Linked DNA regions of Sus scrofa: regions 2 and 3 are each linked to region 1. Evidence: chromatin contacts called from public HiChIP or PLAC-seq data. All regions are on one chromosome and are shown on one strand. The core of a region is the stretch at or near the end of the contact, and the rest is flanking DNA. Distances in the headings are between cores, read along the strand shown. Region 1 overlaps ARHGAP35 (rho GTPase-activating protein 35). Region 2 overlaps ARHGAP35 (rho GTPase-activating protein 35). Region 3 holds the start of ARHGAP35 (rho GTPase-activating protein 35).

Region 1 (3,859 bases), core at 875-3,374:
ACCACTTCTTCAACTCTCTAACACCAGCCAGGTGTCCTACAACTCGGTTCCGGCTCTCACCACCCAGGGTCATCAGCAGTCCCTGTGGGTTTCGGGCTCACTCTCACAGGGTCGTCTTACTTGCACGTGCCAGTTGCAGGTCCCTAGGCTACCCACACTCTGGCTTGGCCGCAAAGTCAGGGGGTTCCCACAGTCTCCCCCTAGCTTCAGTCATTTGCTAAGAATGACTCACAGAACTCAGGAAAATGCTATATATGTGACTCTTGAACAACAGAGGACTGCGTGGGTCCATTTATACGTGGATTTTTTTCAATAGTAAATACTCTAGTACTACCCGATCGGTGGTTAGTTGAATGTGCAGATGCAGGACCACAGATGTGGAGGGATCACAGATAAGGAGAGTCCACTATAAGGTATAGGCGGGTCTTCAACTTTGTTAGGGTTCAGCACCCTAACCCCTACGTTGTTTAGGGTTCAGCTATGCTCGCTATTACAGTTTATTGTAAAGGACACAGCTCTGGAACAGCCAGATGGAAGAGAGCTTAGGGCAAAATGTGGGTAAGGGATTCAGAGCTTCCATGCTCTCTCTGGGAGTTTCCATTCTTCCTCCCAGCACCTCAGTGTGTTCACCAACCTGAAAGCTCTCCAGAGGTTTAGGGATTGTTTAGGGGTTTTATAGAGGTTTAGTCACGTAGCCACGATGGATTAAATCATTGACCGTTAGCAACTGAATTCACTCTAGCATCTCTACCCTTCCTGGAGGTGGGGGTGTGGGGCTGAAAGCTCTGACTCTATTCAAGGCTTGCTCTTTGTGGTGACTAGCCTCCACCCTGAAGCTATCTAGGGGCCCCCAAGAGTTACCTTACTATCATAAACTGGTATCTTTGGAAGGGGCTAGCTGTGGATAACAAAAGACACTCCTGCCACTCAGGAAATTCCAAGGGTTTTAGGAGCTCTGTACCAGGAACTGGGGACAACGATCAAATATATATTTCCTATTATATCACACTGCCCCTGCCCTCCTCACAGAGTTCCTATGTTTAAGACCTTGCCAGTGGGCTTCCTCTGCCCCTCTGTGAACACCTAAGGCTAAAGAGGCCACCGTCCTTTGAGGCTGGAAAGGAATATCAGGAAGAGCCCAGACGTGGGCCAGGATGTTTGTCATCAGTGTGAGGACTCTCGTGCAGAGCTCTTTCTTCCTAGAGCACCGTACACACTTCGTCGACTCTCCCGTGACTTAGAGGACAGTGTTAACCTCAGAGTAGCACTAATCCCTTTTTAGAAGAGAGGAAACAAATCCCAGAGTCCCAGGCAGAGGCTATTCACAGCCATCAGAATGGAAAGGACCCTTGTTCCAGCCCTTTCTTCTGTGTTTGGGGCTGGTGAAGCTGTGAGCTTTATAGCATCAGATTAAACAGATTTAGAATTTTACCAAGTTTCTTCCCACTTGGGTAACTGATGCCTTAAAAAGGCTCCATTTTCTGTCCACATTTATCATAACCACTTTCTAGAGCTGTCCTGAAAGAGAATTGGTGGGACTGGAGCAGTTAAATCTAGTCAGTTATTTCCCTGCAGTCAGCCTAGATCTCTGTAATTCTGTCTTTCAGAGAAGGCAGCTAATTTCAGTATAGATACTCCCATCTATCACTGTAACAATTTAATATAAAGGTGCAGTTACAGCTTGAATACACCAACAGGCTTTATGTGAGTAATTGCTGTATTTATATAGCTTTGAAGTAATGATAAAGTGCTAAAATATGAGGTATGTGGTTTCATTTCATATGCTGTGATTTTTATGGGGGTTCTGTGTTACTTAATCTCTCCCTCCCCCTTTAATTCTAGGTTTGTTAGCCATTTGCTTTCTCATTACCCAAATCGTTTTCAAACAAAGCTTTCTCCACTTTTTTTTGACTACCTCCCATGTGCCATTTCTTGCCACCCTCCTGGTTTCTGCTTGCTTATAAACAAGTCACTTACATTCCAAAAATGCCTTCTTGCCATAAAAGCAGGCAGGCAGCTCCACTTTTGCCTCTTCCAGACAAGCAGAGTTCATGTGGCTTGTGACTCGGCATTGCTAGCGGATTTCCTCAGGACCCAGTGCCCTGATCAGAACAGCATGCCCTGGCAAGCTGCCTGGAGAACCCAGCAGCCAAAGAGAAGTAAAGCCTATTTCACAGAGTAATCCTGCCCTTCCATCCAAGACAGAAAATGTCTGGGTGGAAGCTGAAATCCTGAAACATTTCCAACAGGCCTGCCTTGCCCAGTGGTTCCAGTTGCGCTTTTCCTCTCCTTGCAGAGAGCTCTGACTTAGCCAGCGCAGAGAGGAGGGCACTGTGTCTGCCCCACTGGGCAGTGGGGCAGGCTCTCCTCTAAGAGCAGCCCCTACTCTCGACGGAGGGCCCTCACCCTTGCTTTCTTGCTCCCTCTTATGTGGTGTGGGGGGTGGGTTCTGCCCAGCTTCTGGGAAAGGGTGCAGCCCTCTTGTGGGGGATCCCAGCCAAGGCTCCATAAAGTGAGCGGCCCAGATCGGGAGATGGTACATAGAACAGCAGATGACTTATTACCCTGGTGAGATCTTGAAGTCACTGAGTCCCTGTAACTTCTCTAGGGAGTAGCAGAGGCAGGAAAACCAGTCCATATAAGAAGGTAGGGGAGTTCCCATCATGGCTCAGCAGAAACGAATCTGACTAGTATCCATGAGGACCCTGGGGGTTTTTTTTGGTTTTTTTTTGTTTGTTTGTTTGTTTTTTTGCCATTTCTTGGGCTGCTCCCACGGCATATGGAGGTTTCCAGGCTAGGGGTCTAATCGGAGCTGTAGCTGTCAGCCTACACCAGAGCCACAGCAACGCAGGATCCAAGCCATGTCTGTGACCCACACCACAGCTCATGGCAACGCCGGATCCTCAACCCACTGAGCAAGGGCAGGGATCGAACCCGCAACCTCATGGTTCCAAGTCGGATTCGTTAACCACTGCACCATGACGGAAACTCCAGGACCCTGGTTTGATCCCTAGCCCTGCTCAGTGGGTTGGGGATCTGGCATTGCTGTGGGTGGTGGTGTGGGTCGCAGACACAGCTCAGATCCCGCGTTGCTGTGGCTGTGGTGGAGCAGCTGTAGCTCTGATTTGACCCCTAGCCTGGGAACCTCCATGTGCCACAGGTGCAGCCCTAAAAAGACCAAAAAAAGAAAGAAAGAAAAGAGAACATGCCTGTTCTCTACTAGGGGGACCGACATTCAGCAACTAATCACACAGCTGTACAAGCGACTTTCAGGTTCTGCCCAGTGCTATCTGGGGAAAGTGTGGAGGTGGTGGAATGCAGTGGTTAAGCACAGGCTCTGAAGTCCCTACGGGATAGTCGTAAAGTTAGTGTACAGCTCCTAGGGCTGTCGTGAGGGCCGCTGAGACAGTGCGTGTAAAATGCTTATCATTGCACCAGGCCCACAGTAGGAGCATTGTGTAAATGCAAGCAGTTTTTATTGTCATAACAGACTTAATTTAGATCTCTGGGGGTCAGTGGAGACCTGAGAAAGCAAAAAATATAGAAGGAACAGGAAGTTCCCTTGTGGCCCAGCAGATTAAGGAATGCAGTGTTGCCACAGCTGTGGCACAGGTCACAACTGCGACACGAGTTCGATCCCTGACCTGGGAACTTCCACATCCTGGTCCCCAGGCCACATGTGGACAGTTCTCCGTTTTATCCTAGATGCAGAGTGCAGGGATTGTGGGCTGGTGGGAACCGCAGTCAAGTTTTCTGCCAGAGCAGTAGAGGCTTCTTAACCTGTATTCTTTCTTAGTGAGGCCAGGAGAGGAAGGACACTGGGCTGTGGTTGGTGACATCTTTGAACCTTTCATGGTTC
Region 2 (4,045 bases), core at 1,365-3,864, 69 kb before region 1:
TATAACCAACCCAAGTCAAGAGAGAGAGCAGAAGCTCCACTCAGGTCTTTTTTCTATCATATCTTCTTTCCTAGTCTCAAAGTAGGAATCTGAAATATGCTTTTCAGATGTTGAAGTGATAGATATTTCAATAGGAAATAATATTTTTATAGCTTTTTGTTAATAGTGCCTACATGTATCATCTTTTCATTCAGAAAATGCTTTTTTTTTTTTTGTCATCTTTTTGCCTTTTTTAGAGCCACTCCCGCGGCATATGGAGGTTCCCAGGCTAGGGGTCGAATCGGAGATGTCGCCAGCCTACGCCAGAGCCACAGCAATGCGGGATCCAAGCCGAGTCTGCGACCTACACCACAGCTCACGGCAATGCCGGACCCTTAACCCACTGAGCAAGGCCTGGGATCGAACCTGCAACCTCATGGTTCCCAGTCGGATTCGTTAACCACTGCGCCACGATGGGAACTCCGAGAAAATCCATTTTATTTTAAACATGTCAAGTCACGAATCCATCACCTCTAGAAGATAGAGATAAACACTTCAATTTAGCAGATTTTCAAAAATGATTAATTGAGCCTAGGGTGTAATTTCGTGCTGACACCAGGCTCCTCTCCTTCCCATGTTCTGTAGTGTGATTGTTTATTTTTCATCTCTCTCAGAGCTCTGCTTTTAACTTTGATTTGAAACAAGGCAAGTATGTAAGTAAATGTGGAGTCTAGAAAATGAAAAGGAGAAATACAAAAAAGTATTGATTCTGCTAGTGTGACTCCTAAATAAGTTCTTTAGTCTATGAATTCAAATTGTTGCCCATTTAAATTTGCTGAATTTAGAAGTTGTTCTGTTTTGTTTCTGTGTGATTGACCATTGTTCTTATCTTCAGTACAGGTGAAATTTTTTTTTTTTATAATTTTTTTTTTATTTTCCCACTGTACAGCAAGGGGGTCAGGTTATCCTTACATGTATACATTACAATTACATTTTTCCCCCATGAATTTTAACTTTAAATAAAACCATCCATTCTTTTAAAAAGGTTTATACATGTGGCATAACTTTTATTACTTGAAGTAGTCTGTTTTAGCACTGGCAATTTGTAGAATAATGCAACTGAGTAGTGAGAAATACTTAGAAATAATGGGCTGAAATCTCCATGTCATCTTAGACCGCCACCAAGGGAATAGAATAGTGAGGCTTACTGTTGGACTTGAAAATAAGCCAGCCCATTTTTCTCATTGACAGAAATGCCGGTTTCTTTCTCTATAAGACACATTTGGCTGGAGAGTGCCCCCACTTCTGTATATTCAGAGAAATTTTTTTTTTTGGAGAATGTTCTTTCAAAAAGAACTTTTTTTCCTACTGAGTTAAAAAAAAAATCGAATAGATCAAAGTGCTCAGAAGCAATTGCTGAAATAATTTTATGGGTTTTCTTTACCATTTCAAAAATAAATATAGGGGAGTTCCTGTTGTGGCACAGCAGAAACAAACTCGACTAGGAACCACGAGGTTCCATCCTTGGCCCTGCTCAGTGGGTTAAGGATGGAGCATTGCAGTGAACTATGATGTAGGTCGTGGATGCTGCTTGGATCCTACATGGCTGTGGCTGTGGCATAGGCCAGCAGCTGCAGCTCCAGTTCAGCCCCTAGTGTGGGAACCTCCATATGCCTCAGGTGTGGCCCTAAAAAGCAAAAAAGTAAAAAAATAAAAATAAATGTAGACTTGGCCTGAATACCAGGAAATTCAAAGGCAAAACTTAGCTGTGTTTTTGTATTTTGGGTTTGGTAGGAATCTCATCTCACTGTATTTTAACGGTAGATAGGCTGTGATACCAAGGAGGTGTATTCGAGTAACTTTAGTTTCCAGCTGGCCTTGGTGTTGGATTTCCTTTGGTGTGGAATATTTTGGAGGTTCTCAGAAATCCTGTGGTGGTGGTGGTGGTGTTCTTAATATAGGTAACTCAGAGAAACTGTCCTGCATCAGTGAAGAAAGATTTCTCAGCCTTTGGTTTTATCTTTCTTTGTGGTTGCTTTGATCCGAGAGGCTGATCAGAACTCAGGAGCACCTGAGCGCTACAGAGGATAACATTTAAGGAAGTGCTTTTGCTGAAAGCAACTCCCTTCATTCATCAGGGAAATTTGATTTCATCCTGTGAATAACTTGGCTTTGGAATTTTGTTTCGTTGGGACTGGCTTGTAGAATTCTGCCTGAGAACTGCGTCAGGGTGAAGTATGGGCTATTTGCTTTATTCTGTGTGTGCTGGCTGGGACTGTGTTTTCCTACCCTGGAAATTCAGAGGTACCTTTACCAGGGGGTGGGGCTGAGGGATCAGGAGGAGAATTAAGGGACATTTGTAAAAATTATAAATGTAATGTCAGAGAATCTTCCGTAGCTGTTCTTTAAAAAAATTAACTTTAGGCCAGATTATTTTCAAAACAGACATCTGAGTTATCAGTCCTTGAAAACTGTTTTTGCTCCCTTTGTGTTTTCATCATTAGACTCTCTGGAAAGTGCTGTCCATTGAGTTTGCATAGGGTATAGTAAGAGCTGAATGCACACACATAGCCAGTGTCCAAGAATAGCGCATCTGTTGTATGAGATTACATGTTTCAAAACCAGATGGCTAAACACTTAAATCAGTCTTTCCAAAGATCCTGATGACCCATTTCAAAGATTTCCTGTACCCAGAGCCTTGGATGAGTGAGATTCTGTGACTGTGAGGAAATCCTCCCTCATATACTAAACAGGGGTGGGTGGGTGTGGCCCCTGTTAGTGGGAGCAACTCCCAGTACTATTCTGGGCAAATACTTGCTATTTGCTTCCTTCGTAAATCCATCGCTTTCTGCCCCTTCCCCTCCATATTATTTTAGTCTGTATTGGACTGAACGGTAAAAACACAATTGCCGTATTCAAATGGTGTTTTCTTTCATGTAAGATAATCAGCTCTTAGACTGTGTGAATTTGTTGGGTAGGGAGTTAAGGTAGCAGTGTTACCCACCATAAATAACACTGGTGGAATAAAAGAGTATTTCCATATTAGATTCTCACAGGTAAAAGTTCAGTCTGTTCATGGTCTGAGCCCTGATGCCCTTCTTGTCTTATGCTGCTCATGCATGAAAATTCTGTGCCAGTCAGTCTGTCCCAAAACATATCTGGTGCCTTTTCATTTTGGTCGCCACCAGTCATACCTTTTCATGTCTTTAGAGTTCCTGGGCCATCTCGTCAAGCCCTGCCAGTTTTATGTACTAATTTAAACTTAATTACATCTGCTCTGACACTGTTCCTACCCTACCCCAGGTCTGAATGATCTCTTCCTTTCTCTGGATCCCAAGAAATGGTCTATGCCATTTATTGAGTGTGGTCTAGTTGCTTTTTAATTAAAAATACTGTATCTCAGCATTCTCAGTGTAGCACAGTGGGTTAAGAATCAGACTGCAGCAGCCCAGGAAGTGTGGGTTCTATCTCAGCCCAGCACAGCAGGTAAAAAGATCTGGCGTTGCCACAGTTTCTGCATAGGTTGCAGCTCTGGCTTGAATTCAGTCTCTAGCCTGGGAACTTGTATATGCCGCAGGTGTGGCCATAAAACGAAAAGAAAAAATTGTATCTCAAATTATTAGATTCACACCAGCAAGGAAAGTGCTCCATTTTTTCTTTCTTTTATCACATCTCAGAGGTAAATATGTGTTTGATTTGGTTGTGGACATCTCAGTTCTCAATTCTAAGGATTAGAGACAAGGGAAATGCAAAAATGGTTAACTTCTCCAAAATATTATGAAGGAAGGACAATTTAGCTGTTCTGTAACTGGGGCTATCGAAGTGTTTACCTTTCCTTTTATTTATTGTTAGAGGCCGTGTTGTGCTTGTTGAGTTTGTTGTAGTCATTTCAAAAGATACTTCTCGTGGTAAAGAGATGAGCAGAAAAAGAAAAAGGGCATTTCTTCATGTTTCAACAAATCACACAGAGGAAATGAAGACTCCCCCTGTATCATAAAGATGGTAATTCCTATTTATAGCTAAATACTCTGACACATTGTGCGCATCACTAACTTTAAGGTTCTGT
Region 3 (3,761 bases), core at 615-3,114, 100 kb before region 1:
GATTTGTTTAGGCCATAGTGCTAAAAACAAACCTTAATATATAAAAATCAAACTTCATGCATTAAAAGTGTAAAAAAAAAAAAGTCAAAGGAACTGACCCTTATCGGTAATCAGAAAACCTTTATTTAATGGGATGCTTTAAATTTTTTTTCTTCTTATGGTCACACCTATGCATATGGAAGTTCCCAGGCTAGGGATCCAATCAGGACTACAGCTGCTGGCCTTTGCCACAGGCACAGCAACATGGGATCCAAAATTCATCTGCAACCTACAGCTCAGCTCACAGGCAATGCCAGATCCTTAACCCACTGTGTGGGGTCAGGGATTGAATTTGCATCCTCAAGGATACTAGCCAGGTTCGTTCTCGCTGAGCCACAAAGGGAACTCCCTGGGCTGCTTTAAAACTTGGGTACATCTAACGCAACACTATAAATCAAGTACACTTCAACTAAAGAAAAAGGGCAGTGAGATGTAACCTCAAAAAAATGGAGTTCCCATCGTGGTGCAGTGGTTAATGAATCCAACTAGGAACCATGAGGTGGCGGATTCAATCCCTGGCCTTGCTCAGTGGGTTAAGGATCCGGCGTTGCTGTGAGCTGTGGTGTAGGTTGCAGACGGGGCTCGGATCCTGCGTTGCTGTGGCTCTGGCGTAGGCCGGGGGCTGCAGCTCTGATTCGACCCCTAGCCTGGGAACCTCCATATGCCGCGGGCGGGGCCCAAGAAATGGCAAAAAGACAAAAAACAACGAAAACAAAAAACAACGACTAGCATCCGTGAGGACAAAGGTTTTTATTTATCAACTTTTTAAATTTTTTTATTTTTATTTTTTGTCTTTTTGTCTTTTTAGGGCCACACCCACGGCATATGGAGGTTCCCAGGCTAGATAGGGGTCTAATGGGAGCTACTGCTGCTGGCCTACGCCACAGCCACAGCAACGCCAGATCTCAGCCATGTCTGTGACCTATAGCACAGCTCACGGCAACGCCGGATCCTTAACCCACTGAGCGAGGCCAGGGATCAAACACTCAACCTCATGGTTCCTAGTCGGATTCGTTTCCGCTGTGCCACGACAGAAACTCCATCAACGTTTTTAGAACAAGCCATGATTTTCTGTGCTTTACACATAGAACTCCTTAAATTCTCACAACAAACCTTACTAAAGAGATAAGATTATCATTCCACTTTTTACATGAAGAGACTAAGAAACGAAAAATGCAGTAAGAAGCATAGCGTTTCTTCATGCATTCCTTAAATATTGACTGAGCTCCCAGAACGCTCAACTTCCACGATCCGTACTTCCGGAGGGATCCCAGAGGAACCCCTCTTCAGTTCACAAGAACTCTGGGGTTATAGCAGTGCCCCTTCCCATCACTAATATTTCCCCTCCGGGCGCCCGAACTGACATTTGACTTGCAGTCATTTGCACAATGCTGACCTGGAGGACCAGGCCCTCGCCCCTCTCCAGGAAATCAGGGCTTCACAGAACCCACAGCAAGTCTTAATAACTCGCACATAACCTGCAGATTTTCCTCACTGCTTGGGAAAATAGCACGCGCTCCTCAGCACCGCCCTCTCTTCCGGAACGACGAAATGCAAGGTTCGGATTGGGCTAAGGCGGGCCACGCCTCCTCCTGTTCCCCAATCAATTCCCTCACTGGGTGCGCTCCCTCCTCCTCAGCTCCGTCCCACCGCCCCACGTTACGTCGCTCCCTCTTTCCTCCTCCGTTATCCCGGGGGCTGCGCTCGCGCGGCAAGCCCACCTCCCTTTGCCTCTCATTGGCTGCTCAGGTCCCGCGCGAGCGGGATCGCGCCCTTCGCCCCCGCCCCCAAAGCCGGGCCATGCCTCTCTCCCGTTTTCTCCAAGAGGCCGCGTGAGGAGGGCATCGGCTGCTTCTGGCGCGCGCAACGGTGCGCGCGCCCCCCGCGGACCACTCCCTTCGCCTCAGCGCGAGTAGACGCTGCGGCTGGCATCCCTTATCGCGCACGCGCAGTTGCCCACCCCGTTCCTTCTGCCTCGCGCTGCCTCGCGCCGCAGCCACCGCAGTAGCGGCATTTTCTTGGGGCGCACGCGCACTGCGCCCTGTGCGCCCGTTCCCTGGACCCGGCCGCTGCGGTAGCAGTGAGCCCCTCGGGCGCGTACGGGCTTTCACTTCTCCCCCACCCAGCGCGGGTTATTCCCTCGCGGCGCGCGCTCAGGGGCCGTTATCCCCCTGCAGAGGTCCCCGCACCACGCACGCGCAGTAGCGAGGGGGCACGCGCGCGGGAGCTGGGGCCGCAGGAAGGAGGTGCCGCTGCCGCCATTGCGAGGGAGGGAGGGAGCGAGCAAGCGAGGCTGGTCCGCCCTCCCCCTGGTTCCCGCCCCTCCCCCCTTCCCCTCCCCGCCCCCCGCCCCGAGGGAGAGCAGCGGAGCGGCGGGAGGAGGAGGTGGAGGAGGCGGAGGAGGGAGCCCGCGAGGGAGGGTCCGCCCGGCCCCCCGCCGCCGGAGCTGCCGCCGCCGCCGCCGCCGCCGCCGCTTCAGCCGCCGCTGGACGAGGAGCAACAGAACATGGCGCCGGGGCCGCCGTCGCCGCTCCCGGGAATCCGGAGGCCGGGGCCGCGCTGAGGACGTCCAGCTGGTGAGTGCGCGAGCTCGTGGGCCCCGGTGGCGAGGCCGGGCGCCGCCCCGTTGTGGGGTCCAGGGGAAGGCGGGGACCGCGGGGCCCGGAGCCCGCGAACAATGGAGGAGCCGGAGGGGGAGGGGAGGGAGCGGCCCCCCAGCCCCCCGGGCCCCGCCGCTTCGCGCTGTGGCCCGGCCCGCCGGGGCCCGCCTGCCCTTCGGACTTGCCCCTGCCCGCCTCAGCCCTGCTGTCGCCGCGTCTGCCCCCACCCTCCGACCCATTGGGATCTCTGTGTCTGCCTCGGCCTCCCCCTTCCCTCGGCCACTGCAGCCACTCCGCTCGCAATTCTGCGCCTCCCCTTTCCCTCTTCCTTCCCTCAGTAATGCCCCTCGCCCCTCCCGGACTCTGCAGTGCTCATGGGACCCACCTCCTCCGTGACCCTTCCGCATCCCTTAATTCTGGACCTTCACATTCTGGTTCGTGACCCTTCTGCCTTCTCCCGTTCCGCTCTCAGCACCCTGCCCCTGCCCCCTTCTTTGACCGGTCTGCTGTTACCCTCTCTTGCACCCCCTGGAGCTGTCCCTCTAGGAACTGCGGTTCCACCTCCTTGGAGATCCATCTGGGACCCCGTTTGTCTCGGCACTGCTGCCCCAGGTCTTCTCTTTGGACTTAATTCCATCTCCCTCTTGGGCCCTACTGTCTCCTCGCAAAATCTGTCCCACACCTCCCCCCCGGATACCCCTTTGGGCTCTCTGACCCCTGCCTCTCAGATGCACCTTGCCTGCCTCCTCCCTTAGTCAAAATGTGTCATTCACATCCTTTCCTCTCTTCCAGACTTTGCTGCCTCCCCTCTCTGCCCCTCGTTCAGTCTCAGATCTTGCTGTGCCCTCCAGCCTGCTTGCTTTCTGACTTTGCCTTCCGTGAAGCAGCCTCCTCCCCCTTCTCTGACCCTGCAGCTCTCATTTCTGCAATTCACTTCTCTGACCTTTCTCCCTAACTCAGCCTCTCTGCAGCCTCACGCCCTGCAGTCCTTTCTGCCCCGGTGTTGTCCTTGCCTGTTGCCTCTCCATCTCACCTCCTTATTGGCCCTCTTTTGAGCTGTTCCATTCAGTTGCCCCCTTTTCCTTTGACCTGTTTCCCCTTCAATTCTCTGCTTAAGACCTG

The links. HiChIP or PLAC-seq counts read pairs in DNA pulled down with a chosen protein or histone mark.
Region 2: an H3K27ac HiChIP or PLAC-seq map of alveolar macrophages shows a contact between it and region 1. The contact joins two enhancer-like sites. A contact is called at or near these places in 4 of 47 Hi-C or Micro-C datasets (embryonic fibroblasts, fibroblasts and liver) and 2 of 2 datasets of contacts at active chromatin or transcription factors (alveolar macrophages and skeletal muscle).
Region 3: an H3K27ac HiChIP or PLAC-seq map of alveolar macrophages shows a contact between it and region 1. The contact joins the promoter of ARHGAP35 here to the enhancer-like site in region 1. A contact is called at or near these places in 4 of 5 promoter capture datasets (fetal liver, fetal skeletal muscle, liver and 1 more), 20 of 47 Hi-C or Micro-C datasets (adipose tissue, alveolar macrophages, blood and 11 more) and 2 of 2 datasets of contacts at active chromatin or transcription factors (alveolar macrophages and skeletal muscle).

The regions. Positions count from the first base shown.
Region 1 is chr6:52,812,932-52,816,790 of Sscrofa11.1, forward strand. The region is part of intron 3 of ARHGAP35 (rho GTPase-activating protein 35); the gene reads left to right. Among named protein-coding and RNA genes, the nearest start is that of NPAS1, 43 kb to the right of the region's middle. Within about 2 kb of position 2,125, at least 40 of the 83 cell types and tissues checked have an H3K27ac peak or open chromatin away from gene starts, as enhancers often do. A contact at or near this core is called in adipose tissue, alveolar macrophages, embryonic fibroblasts and 6 more, where this site is marked.
Region 2 is chr6:52,743,682-52,747,726 of Sscrofa11.1, forward strand. The region is part of intron 1 of ARHGAP35 (rho GTPase-activating protein 35); the gene reads left to right. Among named protein-coding and RNA genes, the nearest start is that of ARHGAP35, 34 kb to the left of the region's middle. Within about 2 kb of position 2,615, at least 3 of the 83 cell types and tissues checked have an H3K27ac peak or open chromatin away from gene starts, as enhancers often do. A contact at or near this core is called in alveolar macrophages, where this site is marked.
Region 3 is chr6:52,709,599-52,713,359 of Sscrofa11.1, forward strand. It overlaps ARHGAP35 (rho GTPase-activating protein 35), which reads left to right and starts at 1,865. Exons shown (of 7, transcript XM_021094622.1): 1 at 1,865-2,615.